Regions from separate parts of the Columba livia genome. Here region 2 is linked to region 1. A link is a contact called in public Hi-C data. All regions are on one chromosome and are shown on one strand. Each heading gives the region's core, a stretch centred on a gene start, on an enhancer-like site or on the middle of the called end of the contact. The rest is flanking DNA. Distances are from core to core; before and after follow the strand shown. Region 1 holds the start of LOC135580212. Region 2 overlaps LOC135580212.

Region 1 (2,700 bases), core at 70-2,569:
CGCCCGGCCCGGCCCGGCCCGGTGTGCGCGGGGGCGGCCCCGCCAGCCGCGCTGCGGGAGCGCCGGGCCCGGAGCGGCCGCGGGGGTCGGGCGGCGGCGCGGCCGGCGCGGGGGGGGGCGCGGGCCCAGCCGCGGCGGCGCGGCCGCAAAGTGCAGCGTCACGGCGGGCCCGGCTCCGCAATCACGGCCCGGCTCTGCGCGGCCGCCGCGGGCCCCGCCCGCCCGCGCTGCCCCGGCACCGGGACCGGGACCGGGACCTGGCCCACGCCGCCGCGGGCCCCGCCGCGCCCGGGGCGGGGCACGGCGCCGGCCGCCGGGCCGGCCGGGCCAGGCCGCGCTGCAGAGCGCCGCACGGCCCTTATGTAACGGCGGCGCGGTCCCGCAGCGCCGGGCGGGCGGCGGGCGCGGGGCTGGCGGGCCGGGGCGGCGGCGGGGGCGAAGGACGGGCGGGGCGGGGGAGGGGAGGCAGCGATCAATGGCAGTGCGCCATCTTGGCGGTGAAAAACATGGAGCCGGCGGCGCGGTGGGCATTCACGAACGCCTCCTACGCCGCGCACGTAAGCCTCGCCGCAGCGCCGGGCCCAGGCGCGGGCGGCCCTACGCCAGCCCCGCCGCGCGGCCTCGCCCGCCGCCCCGCGGCCCCCGCGCGGCCGCCCCGCCAGCCCCGCAGGCGGGCCCCGCCGCATCGGGCCGCAGCCCCCGCCCCCGCCGGCGGGAAGGGCCCCTCTCCCGCGGCGCCGCCGGCAGACACAGACAAAAAGGCGGCCGGGCCCCTCTCTCTCGCCCGCCGCCTTCCCCCCGCACACCCCAAGGTGCCCCCGTCCCCCGCCCCGCGCTAACGGCCGCGCTCGCGCTCCCGCCGGGCCGGCGCCGCAGGCGCGCTCGCCCTTCCCCGCTCCCGCCCGCCTGCCCGGCCGCCGCCCTCACCGTGATGCTCTGGAAGATGCCGCCGGCCGTGGCTGCCCAGACGTACTTGGCGTCGCAGTAGCCCACAATGGCGGCCTCCTGGCAGCAGCCATCGCACATCAGGTTGTCCACGTAGCTCTGCCAGCCGGCCATCTTCGCGCGGGCGGCGGTGGGGGCGAGCGGGGCGGGCGGCGAGGCGCGGGCCGGGCGGCGGGCGGCGGGGCTGGGCGAGGCGGTCCCGTCCCTCTCCTCTCTCTTCTCCCTCCTCGACGGCGGAGCGGAGCCGAGCGCTGCAGCGAGCGGCGCGGCCCAGCCCAGCCCTCCGCGCTGCCGGCGCCGAGGGGCGGAGGGGAGGAGGGGCGCGGCCCGGCACCGCCCCCCGCGCCGCCCGGCTCCGCGCGGCCGAGGCGGGAACGGCGGCGGGTTTCGCCGCGCGGAGCGGCGCGATGCGATGCGGCGGGAGCCGGGCGGCGGGGTCCCGGTCCCGGTCCGGGTCCGCTCGGCCCTCGGCGGAGAGGTGCGGCGGGCCCGCCGGGACGGGAGAGCGCGCGCTGCGCTGCCTCAGACCGCGCGGGGCAGCGGCGGAGCCCGCGGTTCGAGCCCCGGCGCTGCCGCCCGCCCGCGATGCCGCCGCCTGCGCTGCCCGGAGCGCCGAGAGGGGCCGGCCGGGTGAGTACCGGCTGCCGGGCCGCCGTTCCGCCTCGGTCCCTTGGCTTGCGGCAGCTGGAACGTTGCTCTGAGGACCAAGAAATTGCGCTGCTCTCGCTTCTGGAAGCGTGGTCGGTGCTTGGGGCAAGCCCTGGTGCTTTTCAGCATCGGCCAGACCGGTTCGCAGCTGTGTTTGCCGGAGCAGCGCAGAGCCCCCTCTGACCCTTCTCCTCAGCTCTCCCGGCGTGCCGGGCCTGCCCCGCTCCCGGTGGGCTCGGCTCCCGGTGGGCTCGGCTCCGCCAGCTCTGTCTCTTGGGAGGCAACGTTCACCCAGCTGGTTGCATTTGTGTTTTATTTCTATATGTTCTGTGCCTTCTTTCGTGTGACTCGGAAGCTGTGAGGATCTCGGGAAGCCCGTTGGTGCTGCTGGTAGTTGACCACACTGCTGTCCCGCCAGCTGAGCCCGTGTCCAGCATAGTAACAGCACTTCTGTACCAAATCGCTGATCTTGTATTCAGTTGGTGGGCTCCCCGTCTTGCACACTAGCATCTACTATATTTTATTTCTGTGTGGTTTTGTAAGTGGCCATTTCACATTTTATTCCAGTTTATTCTGGTTATTTCTGTGTTCTTTTGTACAAGGTCCAGGTCTGATACCAGTATTTTGCTGCAGTGATGCTGTCCCTGGGCAACATTCACCCGCACCTTCAAGGTCATGGTTTAGGACAACGCCTTGGTCTTGCTTAAATTTTGAGTTGGAGTGGTGGGGTCACCTCCTTTTTGAGCAGGATGATTTTTCTCTGCTCGGTGTCTGCTGGGATTCTCTGGGAAATGGAGATAAGTGGGATGTGAAGTGGCGGTCTGTGTACTTAACTTTGAAGCTTTAATTCATGGAGTTTGAGCTTGTACATGAATATGCCAAGGCATAGTACACAGCAATTGAATCTGCCTTCTCCTGAGGTTATATCCCCAGGAAGAACATTCACCAGGTATCTCTAATGAGTATCCCTACAGAATACTTCAGGGTGTTCTTAGCCCGTTTGAAACCTCGTTCAGTAGTCACAGGGCTGACTTGTTTAGATCTAACAGAGATGGCTGAGATTACTAGATCCTTACAAAAGAGCTTGTTTGCATCTTTTAGCTTAAT
Region 2 (2,700 bases), core at 194-2,693, 36 kb after region 1:
TCAGCTCTGCTGCGAGTGCCGCCTGCCTGCGTTTCGGCGCCTGCCCGAAGATGTGGTGCGCTTGCCAGAGCCTGTCTGCAGGTGCTGGTGCTCCGCCGGTGGTGGAGGATGGCTGCTGCTGTGCGATAATCACCCAGCAATTCGCTGCTGGGGGCCTCTCTTTAATTATTGAATGCCAGAATAGATGTATATTGAATTACCTTGCTGGCAAATATCATCTCCAGCATCTTGGGTAACTCTATAATAATCTCAGTTTTCCTGCTTGCATAACATGAAATCGTCCAAGAATCTTAAAAAAGTCAAAATATATTTTAATATATTGCTTATATAGCAGTACATTTGCAGAGAATAATGAGCTGCACCCTGGCTCTAAAGATGGGCTTCCCTGGCCGTCAGTGGCGAGCGCTCACTCGTTTGAAGTCAAGCCTGCATTGGGTGCACAGCAGAATGTGCCTGGTGCATGAGCAAACCAACCAACAAAAAGCCCTCAACCCAGGGTGGTTCTGCTCCTGGTTCCCTGCAGGGTGGGGCTGGTCACTGGCCTTGGGTGGCTCGTTGCCACGGGGTTGCCCGCAGCACCGGCGCCGCGGTGCACACCGGGATGCGCCGGCTCTGCAGGGCCTGGCTGGAGCCACCTGCGGCAGCACGGGAAGAGAATCCACATACGAATTTGTCATTTCCCAGCTTGCTGAGATGCCGGCAAATGCCAGTGCTCCCCCTCATCACTCCTCCTCTGTCCTGCTGTGACGCACCCGCTACAGGCGTCAGATCTGTCAGCAGCGCTGGGGAAATCTGCCGCAGATCCCTTGACCTTTCGTTCCTGTGAAATCCTCAGGATCATGCAGTCTGCAGTGCTCACAGGCATGATACAGTTTTTATATTTTTTTTTATATATATATATATATATTTTTTTTTTCTCTCTCTAAATGTGGCAAGAAAAAATTGTCATTCCTTATTTTGCAAGAGAAATAAACCATGCCTTCTCATTTTCCAAACCGTGCTGAATCCCGAATAATCCTGGAAACAATTTTAGAAAGAAAGGAAGAATATTACACAATGGAAGGGAAGGCATTACTGCGGTTAATCGGAGATTTTCGCCACTGACGAGTTCCGGAGCGATCCCTGCTGGCGGGGCCGGGGCCCCTTTGTGCCCGCGTCCCATGCGGCAGCCCGGCGGCCCGGCGGGGCGGGTTTGTGCCGCAGGCGCGGCTGCAGCGGGCTGCTGAGGGCAGAGCTCCATCTGCCGGTGCACAGGCACAACGCGGGAATAACGGGCGCGGCCCCCCCGCCACTCGGAAGCTGCCAGATGCGGTACTGCTGGCTTTTTTCTCTTTTCCTGTGCTGTGGCTGAGAGGCCTCGGCTTCCCACCCGGTTCGTGCCCGGAGCCCGCGGTGCGCAGCGGGGCCGGTCCCGCTGGGCCGTCACACCGGGCGAGGCAGACAAGGGGTCCGGGAGCAGGCGCACGGAACCGAGCGGCCGCTCCGCGCACATGGCCCGACCCTGTGCCGCCCGCTGCCCTGGCCGGGGGGGCTCGCCCTCCAGAACGCGGTGGAGGTTCCTGGGCTCGCATGGGACCGCAGGAGCAGCAAAAGCTCTAGATGGCACATGGTTCTGCGGCTTTTTGTTTGGTTTGTTCTGAATTCACTGAGCCTGAGCCAACAAGGTATTCCTTGTGCAAGTGCACACAGGCGTTTCTTTGAGAATTGAGCCCTGCCTAAAACCCAGGTCCCTCTTCTCCAGAGCCTGGGATGCCACGAGGGCTGTGAGCCCTGAACCGAGCTCTGGGCATGAATCCTGCAAGCAAATTCCATCCTCGAGACTTTCAGCTGAAATCCTCCTCTCTGCACTTCGGATTATGCTTTCAATAGTGGCAGCGCATGCTCAGAACTGAGCGTTTTGCACTGGCCCCTGTCTTTGTGACAGGCTGAATTAGGACCCACTGTTGGAGTGCCGGCTGTGCTGGCCTGAGATATGTCACATGTAGCCATTGCTGGCCAGTTCGAGTAGCTCCTAAAGGACAATGTGTGCAACTTAGTTCTAAAAAAACCCAGATATTGCAGGATTTAGAAACTTGGAAAAAACAGTAATTTTTCTTGGCAAGTGAATAGCTGGTAGTAAAAGCGCATTGTTACTTTGCGCTTGTCAGAAGTGTCTGGATTCGTAGGTTTCCACAGAAAGCTTAACTGCAAATTGTTCTGCACCGATGTCAGGAGGAGTTTGTGCTTATGTTACATGACTGAGAGCTCAGCTGGAGTTGTGTGAGCAGATATTTCGGGTTTGAGTTCGGCCTGGCAGAAGATAGAGCCCAGCGCAGTGCCCAGCGTTTCCAGCTTTGATAGGATGACCGCAGCCCCACGTCTCCCAGGTGTGCTCGCAGGTACCGCGTCTGCTGCAGAGCTTCGCCGTCCCTTTTCTGCCTGCTGGGGAGGAATCCACAGTGATTCGTCCATTTGGGTTTTTAACTGGATTTTTCTTTACCGTGGAGCTGAAATGCGAACTCCCTGATAAGGAGAAGCAGGGGCCCACGTTTACCCAGCTCCCGTGGGGGGCTCGGCCGGCCCGCAGCCCGCCTGCCCGCCGCGGGGGCGCCTCTGTCCGGGTGCGGGCGCTGCCGGCCCGCGGGCTGAGCAGGGGAGCGGGCTGTGCCCGCGTTGCCGGCGCTGGCGGGTGTCTCACTAGTGCTCAATGTCTTACTAGCG

Evidence for each region. A called contact is a pair of places that touch in the nucleus more often than the background predicts.
Region 2: a contact with region 1 is called in a Hi-C map of liver, with 1.9 times the contacts expected there. The contact joins the enhancer-like site here to the promoter of LOC135580212 in region 1. A contact is called at or near these places in 2 of 2 Hi-C or Micro-C datasets (crop and liver).

The regions. Positions count from the first base shown.
Region 1 is chr9:309,883-312,582 of bColLiv1.pat.W.v2, forward strand. It overlaps LOC135580212, which reads left to right and starts at 1,320. Exons shown (of 8, transcript XR_010474541.1): 1 at 1,320-1,575. It overlaps PFN2 (profilin 2), which reads right to left and starts at 1,236. Exons shown (of 3, transcript XM_065073355.1): 1 at 928-1,236. The coding sequence starts at 1,059.
Region 2 is chr9:346,213-348,912 of bColLiv1.pat.W.v2, forward strand. The region is part of intron 4 of LOC135580212; the gene reads left to right. Among named protein-coding and RNA genes, the nearest start is that of PFN2, 36 kb to the left of the region's middle. Within about 2 kb of position 1,444, at least 3 of the 3 cell types and tissues checked have an H3K27ac peak away from gene starts, as active enhancers do.